Linked DNA regions of Hordeum vulgare: region 1 is linked to region 2. The links are chromatin contacts, called in public Hi-C maps. All regions are on one chromosome and are shown on one strand. Each heading gives the region's core, a stretch centred on a gene start, on an enhancer-like site or on the middle of the called end of the contact. The rest is flanking DNA. Distances are from core to core; before and after follow the strand shown.

The links. Hi-C and Micro-C count contacts between places; a contact is called where the count stands out from the background.
Region 1: a Hi-C map of leaf shows a contact between it and region 2, with 6 times the contacts expected there. The contact joins the promoter of LOC123429769 here to the promoter of LOC123425485 in region 2. A contact is called at or near these places in 2 of 6 Hi-C or Micro-C datasets (leaf and seedling).

Annotation. Positions count from the first base shown.
Region 1 is chr2H:124,660,494-124,665,591 of MorexV3_pseudomolecules_assembly, forward strand. LOC123429769 (zinc finger protein ZAT6-like) reads left to right here and starts at 2,666. Exons shown (of 1, transcript XM_045113769.1): 1 at 2,666-3,720. The coding sequence starts at 2,753. The coding sequence ends at 3,403.
Region 2 is chr2H:124,085,369-124,090,430 of MorexV3_pseudomolecules_assembly, forward strand. It overlaps LOC123425485 (queuosine salvage protein-like), which reads right to left and starts at 3,115. Exons shown (of 7, transcript XM_045109185.1): 1 at 2,893-3,115; 2 at 2,306-2,449; 3 at 666-764; 4 at 500-576; 5 at 105-213. The coding sequence starts at 2,962.

The sequences.
Region 1 (5,098 bases), core at 1,416-3,915, 570 kb after region 2:
GGCTTGTTCTGCATTTCATTGATCGTTCTTTTGATCACTTCTGTTTTTCGCATACACATAGATTTTATAGGACTTTGCCTTTTGCGAGGTGATCCTTTATGTGTGTGTGGGGGGGGGGGAGGGGGGGATGGGGGGGTACACGTATTGCCCTCAAAAAAAGTAAAATAAAAACATCTTCTCCATAGAATCAATCATGCTACCACATCTCTTGCATCTAATTTTGTTCATTTGAAGTTCAAACACGCATACCATCGCATAGAAGTAAGAAATGATTTTGTATATATCTAGCTATAAAATGGGGCTACATATTTATCACCCTTCACTAATTTGGTCATGTTTACTATTCTCTTTTTTCCATCCAGTTTTATCCTTGAGAAATTAAAATATGTGTATATGTCTCCAAGAAAGCCGCTGCTTACTCTCTAACTGCTCTTACCTCTTCTTCTTCTTGACCCATGAAGGGGAATGAATATATATGTATCCAATTATAAAAAGGAGGCATCGTATTCATTTTCCCTAAACTCATTCTTTCTTGTTGTCTCTTCCTCACAGTTCTCTGCTTCAGATATGTAGATATGGCATATATTGATCTAAAGGAAATAAATAAAATGAAATAATACTTGTGCCCATCCTATTAGGGGACGACATACTTATGTTCATACACCCATATTAGTCTCAAAGATGATGAACAAAATGTCTCGATCTTGCTAAATATGGAGGCTAGATATTTATCCTCTGTTATTTTTTTGATCTTTTACCATTGTCCTTTCCATCCAATTTTATCCTTAAGAAATTCAAATATGTTCATGGACCTCAAGTAGGCGCTTATTATTTTGGAAAGAACGTGTGTAGTGCTTACAAGTGACTTTTCATCTTAATTTTGGTATTATTATTGAAGGAAAACATTTCATATTAGCGACTAATCAAGGAATAAAGATGATCACCTGTTTGCAAAAAAGTAATGTTTTTCCCTATGGCCACATTTTCCTTTTCTGATCTCACGTGTTTTCCCCTCCGTTTCTATCATGGAGCTCCTTTTTTCACCTCCTCATGGATCCCGTCAGCTCAACACCCGTTCCTCTCCCATTGGAGCTCCTCTTAGATCGAAGCCCTCCACTTCCCAAGTTGTCTCCTTCCACAAAGACTTCTCCTCCCAACCACCATGATACCTCGTGTGAAGTATGATCTTACGCCCATGAGCTCTAATAGACACTTAGACACAGGGAATGGGCCAACGGTTGCTTGATTTGGCTTCGATGGGACTCTGAGTATATGGATTCATGGCCGATTAGAATCAATTAGCAGAAGGTGACACCTCCATTGTTGATGTTTAGCTTTGATTAGAATTTGTGAACGTTTGATGTTGCATATTGTGTTTCAACATGCTTTAAGTGTTTATAGTGTTTGTTGTACACAAACGAGCAATTTTTTGCAATAGGTTATGCACGCATGTTGGGAAGGTCTGAAGCATTTCTTCATTGTTGTCTTTGTTGTTTGTGCATGGTCTTTCATGCAGTGATAGTTATATTCCATTTTAAAACGTAAATGGTGTAATAAATATAAATGTGTTGCATGCATGCATATATTTTGCTCTTGTATTGTATTCCTAACCAATTGTTCACACAAATGTGGATGGAAATGAAACGATGTTGCAAATATACGACACATGTTGCATGCAATTTTTTAATCATATATCATGGGATTATGACTTAAGTCAGACGGTTGAGGTGGCAATTTATTTTTTTCAAGCTACAACAGACTGATGCCTTGGCCAACCCCAATTAAATGGAAAGATTAGGCGTCCATAAATCTTTATAATCTGGCAAAGATGTAAATCTGTCCTCCATCAATGCACGCATATCTTCCCAGAAAGCAGCACGACATGCCACACAAAGACCTAAGTACGTTCACGAACACTTGTGCGGTCCGACGTAACTTATCTTTCATGCTTGGTTTTTTGCCACCCATTTGAAAACATACATGCTACAATGAATGGAACTTTGCTGCTTGCATGCCTACATTTTATTGTTGTGTGCTAGTGTTGAAAATGTGACATTTTCCTTGCAAATTTTCACGAAACGCGAAGGAGAATGTAACAATGTAGCGATGTACGACACATGTTGCATGCGGGGTTTTAACGGAATGTCTTCTAATTGCGACTTGAGTAAAATTCGATGGTTAAAGAAGTGCATTTTTGTTTAAGCTTCAGCCGGCTGACGCCTAGCACCATCCAAATTAAATGGTAAGATGGAGGCGTAGTTGTATCTATAATCTCGAAGGCAAAGATTTAGATTTGTCCTCCATGAATGCATACGTATCCTCACTGAAAGCACACACAAAGACCACGTACGTCCACAAAGACTTATCCGCCGTAACAAACACACCCCGTATCTACGATGCAAAAAAAAAAAAAAAACACCCCGTATACCTCACGAAGGGCCCAGATCACGCCACGGCAGAGCCCAACGACACCCCGACCGTCAGATCATCCGTCCACGCGATGATGACTTGATCACCAAGTCAGACACAGGCGCATACGCGGTCGCATGCGTAAGTTACCACTGGAGGAGAGCAGCACAGTGGCACACCCCGCAGTCCGCACTACCCTCACTTCCCCCGCGGCACTATATATGGCAGCCCCAGCCCACGCCTCCCTCTCAATCGCCCCCGCACACCCACCACTCTCCTACTTGTCCACCTCCCTCTTTGCTCCGGTCAACCCTGCGTCGGCCCCGATCGATCTCCGCCTGCCATGTCGCCCGACGACGCGTCCAGGAAGTCGCCCGTGCCGCCGCCGTCTCCGCCGCCGATGGACTCGTGGGCTCGTGGAGGGCGTCGCTCCAGGCGCCGTGGGGGCAGCTCTGGCGGCGGCGCCGAGTCCGAGGAGGAGTACCTGGCGCTCTCCCTCCTCATGCTGGCGCGCGGCGTCCGCGGCGAGGTCGAGGACGGCGGCGTCGGAGGCGTCAAGGGCGTGGGAGCGGCGCCGGCGCCGACCAAGGCGCAGGGGTACGAGTGCTCCGTGTGCGACAAGGTCTACGCGTCCTACCAGGCGCTGGGCGGCCACAAGACGAGCCACCGGAAGCCCCCGACGCCGCCAGCGGCGTCGGCAGGCGGCGACGAGGCTTCCGGCGCCGCCCCCGTGGAGGCCAAGGTGCACCAGTGCTCGCTCTGCCACCGCACGTTCCCGTCCGGGCAGGCGCTGGGCGGGCACAAGCGCCTGCACTACGAGGGCGGCGCCGCGGCCGACGGGACCGGCAAGGACAAGGAGGCCGCCAAGGCGAAGGCGGCGGAGCTGCTGAGGGACTTCGACCTGAACCTGCCGGCGTCGGGGGTGGCCGGGGACGAGGCCGAGAGCGCGCCCCCGGAGGCCAAGAGGGCGCGGTTGATGCTACTAGCAGTCTGATCAGTGGCGGCGGCGCGGCGCGGCGCGGCGCGGCGCGGGATTTAGGTTTTTGATTGATGGTTTTAGGAGGAATTCCTCTCTAGGTTTTCGATTGTTGTTTGGTTGGTTCAATTCGTTCTGGCCCTCGATTGGAATTGCGGCGTTGATATGGTAAGCGCTGGCGTGGCTAGCTGGTAATGGTATTACCAAATTTGCTTACCTGTCCATATTTTTGACTCTGGCCGTCGGATAAAGAATCGGGCGGCTAGCTGGGAATGGGATAGGACTTGCTGTGTAAGCCTTTGATCAAATCACATAGAAACTTTTCTTCTTTCCTTTTTCAACTCTCTATATCGAAATATCTTAGCGTACGTGTGAAAGTGAAACACTTGGAAGAAAATTACTGCTTACAGCTTGAATCACGGATAAAGATCTTATCTTTGCTAGCTGCTTTTCACTAGTATTTCATTAGCGGTTCTGCAGTGTCCTCACTAACACTGCAAGCTACACGCGGCTGGCTGCTGAAATAGGGCGTCCATACATGGACAGGGACATGGACGCCGCTTTGACCTCTCAAACATAGCAAGGTTACAGGCGGCCGTAATCAACCGTCCAGCCCAACCTTAATTGTTTCCAACAAGTAACCATCATCAAAACTCAATTAAGCTTCAGTTTCATCAACAAGGAATTTTGTTTTAGGTAGAACTGAACAAAAGTCTCGTCGCAAAAAATAAAAACCAAGAAACAGAACAAAAGTCAACTAGGGTTCCGTTGGGGAAACATGCTGGCTTTTGTTTGTGAAAGCCAGGGGTTAGTTTCCATCAAGTCCATGACTAATTCCACATGGGAGGGTGGTCGAGGATAGTGGCCATGATGCATGCACTTCTATGCACTGCAGTAACCTGGAACATTCTTCCAGCTCCCATCCATCGTAGCTTGCTGTTGAATAACGTCTGAGTGCAATGCATAATATGCATGTTAATTACGACCTAGGACCAGGACTTAGCATAGCTACTTTACTTAATTAACAGAGCAAGCTGTGTGTGTGGGGTGTTCAGTTTCAGACATGTGTGTGCGTGTGTACCTCCTTGCTGACAGCCTTGGATATGGATCAAGCAAAAGGTTTTTTTTTGTTTTGTTTGAGAGAATCAAGCAAAAGGTCGATCAACTAACTAAGTAACAATACAATTGTTAAGTAGCAGTACTAAGAATAGCGAAGCAGAGAGGTCACGTCGAGCGTCCTGGGTGTCTTGTCTGTCCCGCCTCAGAAATGAGACGGAGTACGTGCGTGCGTGACCGGGATCTGCCGGGGTGTCGTTGTCGAGGGCGGAGCCATGGGATGCATGCCCCGGCTCTAGAAGACAGGCCAACGCGGCGGCATCCATCGGACGCGTGGACTCGGCTTCCGGCTGCCGGCGGCATATATATCTCACTCCAGATTAAGCTCTTTCTTCCCGTCTTGCCATAACCTCGTGTTGTTTTACCTACATATATGTGGTATGGTCACTACGGTGTATCTGGATCTTGGGTGCAGTGGTATGGTCACTACTACGGTGTATCTGTATCTTGGGAGCTTCTCGGTCGTGGTTAACTGTGTTGACCGGGAATAAAGGTTTTGATGAAATAGTTGTTGCACCGCTTGAGCTTCATGGACATATATCTTTACTATTAAAGGGGATCTGCTGTCGTCGTGATGGTTCGACCACGGTAGATCCC
Region 2 (5,062 bases), core at 1,865-4,364:
TGGTTTCATCTAAAGAAAAATGGAACCGGCACAGGCGACTCCTTTCCTCTAAAATAATGATGCTATCAAGATCAAGTGGAAGACAAGTGCAGAGGCAGATTTACCAGGAAAATGACGGGTAATCAGTTCAATTAGAGATGCAGCAGAGTTTCCTGCAGACTTCACAAGATTAGCAGCCTCACCGCCAAAGCTTCTTTCAAGCTCCAGACCAACCTAAATGAAAGCAGCAGAACAAATAAATGCTTCAGAACCAAATTGAGATCAATTGGCAAGGAAGTTATTTGAATGTCACATTACCATGGTAGTTCTGATGGAATATGACTAGAGCATATATGAAGTAAAAGCGGATAGCTATAATTGTACTGAAGAAGATGGGTGTGACTTTTGTAGTTGTTAAATGACAAAGCATTCAAATAATATGAGCAATTGGGCAGAACGCAGTGGGAAAATTTCAAAGCTCAACACTTCAACATACTGAATATGCAACACAGGGTAGTACCTCATGAAGAAGGCGGACTCTTTCCTCCTCAATTGGCAGTGGGCGTGGCCAATTCAGCAGTTCTCGAAGTTGCGGTCCTACATTTTCCAAAAGTTGCATTTTCTTCCAATTAGTGGGAATTACTGGGAGTTATAGCTTCTTTTCCAACGAAACAGGGAAACTGTACCAGTATAATTCTTCAGACGATCTGCATCAAGTGCTGACTTATCTTTCTCTAATGCTAACTTAAGTCCAGAAGCCAAATTGTCATAGGTCAAGTCCTTGTCTATTCGATTAAGGAATATCATTAGTATGATAAAACACATTATTATAACACAATGGGAAGGCATTTATCCAAATAAAATGGGTGGTCCAGAGAAGTCAATTTCAGTTAAATCCAACTAAACCCAGTAGAGAAACTAAGGAACATCAGGGTTGTGCAGATTATATTTCGAGCAACACAAAAGTAACAATGTGGAGCATAACAAAATCAGGATGCATTGTAATTTGCAAACAAAGGTAATAACTGAAAAATACCAGAAGAAAACACAAAGGATTTGGTTAAAATGTGCTCGATAATATAGTGAAGAACAGACAAGAGAAATATATATTACCTAGAACAAGATAGTCGCAGCCAAAAATTAATCAAGCGAAAAATACATTTTTCTGAATAGCTTGTCAACAAGCAAAGAGAGAAAATTAAATCACCCCTCCTCTCCCCTAGCCACTTGCTGGCAACGTAGCTAGCAACATAAAAGGTTGTTGATCGAGGAAATCATGTATAGCTGCTAACAAGAAGTACTGAAGGTAGAAATCTCTACTATTAAAAGGGAATATGCGGTCGTGATGGTACGTCATGGTTTTGGTTTGGTTTTGTATGTTTGTTAGTTCCACGTAATTATGGAGAGTATCATTCTTTGGACGGGAGGATCATGCGAGTATGGAGTATCAGTCTTTGGACGGGAGGATCATGTTAATTACGGAAAGTATCATCAAGAGTTGGATGTGAGAATCACGTTAATTATGGAGAGTGTCATTCTTTGGACGGGAGGATCACGTTAATAATGGAAAGTATCATCCAGCGATGTACTGGAGGATCACTAGAATATTGATGCCCCTGTTGCAACACACGTGCAATTAGCTAGTATCCATAAGTTCCTTGTGGTGTAGTATAAGCACTAGTGTATTGTTTTCAGACAATGCTAAGTTGATTTCTGCGCTCTGAAAATCTAAAAGGCCTAAAGTGACGAGAAGAAGAATACTGCACGACTGAACGTCTTAATACCCCAAACAATTGTCAAGTACATAAAGAGAGAAATAAATCGCCCCTCCTCTGCCCTAGCCACTTGTTGGCAGCATAGAAACCAACATAGAAGGTTGTTGACTCATATATAGCTACTAACAGAAAAATATACTAGATTAGAAATATCCATAAGTTCCTTGTGGTGTAAGCACTAGTGCTTGTTTTCAGAAAATACGAAGTTGATTTCTGCACTGTGAAAATCTACAAAACCTGAAGTCATGAGAAGAAGAATACTGCACGACCGAATGTCTTAATATCATTGTCAACAAGTAGACAAAGAAAAATAAACCGCCCCTCCTCTCCCCTAACCACGTGCTATGCTGTACAGGAGCAACAACACACGCATATTTTATACAGGAGCAAAAGAAATGCAAATGTAGAATCGCAACGCCTGATGTCTGCCAATGCTAATACCTTTCAGAATTCCTTAAGAAAAAGTACCACTCATAAGATAAGGACAATACATCACTCTAGTAATTTCTACATGTTCAGAACACCAAGTACGTTCCTGGCTGAACTAATACCTGGCCAGAAGCAAAAGTTCAGCGCATCCAAGACGAAGAGGTACTGCACAGTGAGCGGTCCATTGTCAAAGTAATGGATTCCTTCGAAATCCCACTCGACTTTTGGAACATTCCCCTGAATTTTGTCCACGGCCTTCTCAATCTCTGTGAAACGAACAAACGGGTAAGAGGAACAAAACTTAGAGTTTCACTTGGGACATTGGTCACAAAACAATGGAAGGATGAACATTGGCATAAACATATAAAAGCAAAGCAAAAATATGTATTCCATCAAGTCGTTCTTTTATAAGAAAATGATGAAAGCTGACCAAAACAACATGTAAGTGAAGTGGAATCTAGAACCTGAACATTGAAGTCCAATCCTACAACATGAAAATCAACTCTGGTTTCTTGCAGGGTCAATCGGATACTGCTTAGAAATACAATCGACTAATAACCCACCGGAAAAGCAAAGCCTATGAAGATGACACTGCGTGGCCTAAGAAATCCTAGCACCGTTCCAGAAAAAAGAAAAACATCCCTATGAATGAAGACGGTGCTCCCTTCCCTGGTCGGAAAAGTCCTAGCATCGTTCGGGAAACGGATACCTAGCATGTCAACCTTGACGTGGGAGGAGCGGCTGGCCACCCAGGCCGCCGACGCGCGCACGGCCTCCATGGCGGCGGGGCGAACAGGAATAGGATAAGGGACGCGGGGGAGGTCGGGACAATGGCGAGTCGGGAGGATTTAGGGGTGTGGGGGCGGAAACCGTGACGGCGGGGCGGAGTGGTGGTGTTGGTGTGGCCCGTGACCGCGAGGGCGACGCGGGTTTTAGCGTTTTTTCCTCCGGAGGGGGGGTTTGGTTGGCTTCTTGCTGCTCTCTCGATGGGCGCCTCCGAGGGCCTCGGAGAACCCCCGCTTGGCAGAAACACGAGGATTTTATTATTATTTTATTTATTTTTTTGCGGGGAAGAAACACGAGGAATTGCGCAGTGGGTGGGGCGCACAACAACCGGCTGTGCTCGGGTGGTCTGCTATGTTTGACCCACCTCCCGAACTGCTGAAATGACTGGATTGCCCCCACGTTCGTCTTCCTTTGCCCTCACCACCCTTCTTTTAAATAAAAAATAAATAAAAAGATAGATGCGGAAATTGCTTTTGGAGGTCGAGCTCCATGAAGGACTTAAAATTCAAACTTCAAATTTCATGAAAATTCGTATTTTAATATTTTAAAAAAATTGAAAAAGATACATAGATAGATGAAGGTATAATACACAAGTGTGTTAATTTTTAGAACAAAATACGTTGAAATGAGAGGTATGCAAAAAAGGCAAACGTGGAATTTTTTAACGCATGACACTATTTATCATTTCAGATCATGAATTGTCTATTTTATACAGGTCGCGTTTTAAAATATTTCAACCTGAAATTTTGCACACACAAGGATCACACCCTTGTTTAGTTGTATATTTTTTCAGATTTTTTGAAACTAAATTTTTTGAATTTTTTTTTTTAATTCGGCCTTCATGGAGACCGAGCTCCAAAACGCCATTCTCGGGTAGATGCCTCCTTTAGAATAGAGGGATTTTTTAGGAATTTAAAAATGATATTACTCCCTCCCTTCCAAAATATAAGACCCTTTAAAGATTTTACTATGAACTACATACGAAACAATCAGTGAATCTACATTTTAAAATATGTCTACATACATCTGTATGTAGTCCATCGGAATGGAGGGAGTGTAAGGGTTGGATGCGTTTTGCTGCACCGCTGGCGTTGTTGAGATTCTTAAGAAAAAAAATACTTTGTTTTAAAATAAAAGGTGTATGACTTTTTTGAAAAGTCAAGCTCTTCAAGTTTGTTAAATTTGTAGAGAAATATACCAGAACCCGTAATATCAAATCGGTATGATAGATTCATCATCAAATGATTTTTTTTGTTGTTGTTTAATATTGTGGATGTCAATATTTTTTGCTATGAACTTGATCAAAGTAAAAGAAATTTGATTTCCCAAAAAACTAATACCCTTTATATTTTGGAACTTATGTAATATTTAGTTTGGCGAGTGGGAGAGATGATGGAGTGTGTTTATTTTATTAATAATGCGGAGAATTAATGGGACTTTTGTAGTGTTGTATGTGTTATCCACTAACCAACGTCTTTTTATATGGAAAAAAATTATGAATGACTGCATGTACTGTGTTGGTGCTATAATATCATATGGTTACTTTATTTTTTCTAGGTGGTGGGAGGGTGGATGGGATTAATTTGTTTTATAGGCTCGATTGCCCCCACGCTCTTCTCCTTTGCCCTCACGGCCCTTCTTTTAAATTAAAATTATTTATAAAATGGGTAGATGTGAAAATTGTTTTTGGAGGCCGAGCTTCATGAAGGCCTTTAAATTCAAACTTCAAATCTCATTCAAAATTCAAACTTCAAATCTCATGATAATTTGTCCTTTTTATACAGGTCGCGTTTCAAAGTATTTCGACCAGAAATTTTACACACACGGATCAAATCCTTTTTTAGTTGTATATTTTTTTAGATCTTTTGAAACTAATTTTTTGAATTTTTTTTTTAAAAAATGGCCTCCATGGAGGCCGAGCTCCAAAACGCCATTATCGAGTAGATGTCTCTTTTAGAATAGAGGGAATTTTTAAGAATTTAAGAAGGATACTAGTCCCTCCGATTCTAAATATAAGACCCTGAAATTTTCCTATGAACTACATACGGAGCAAAATGAGTGAACCTACACTCTAAAATATGTCTATATACAAC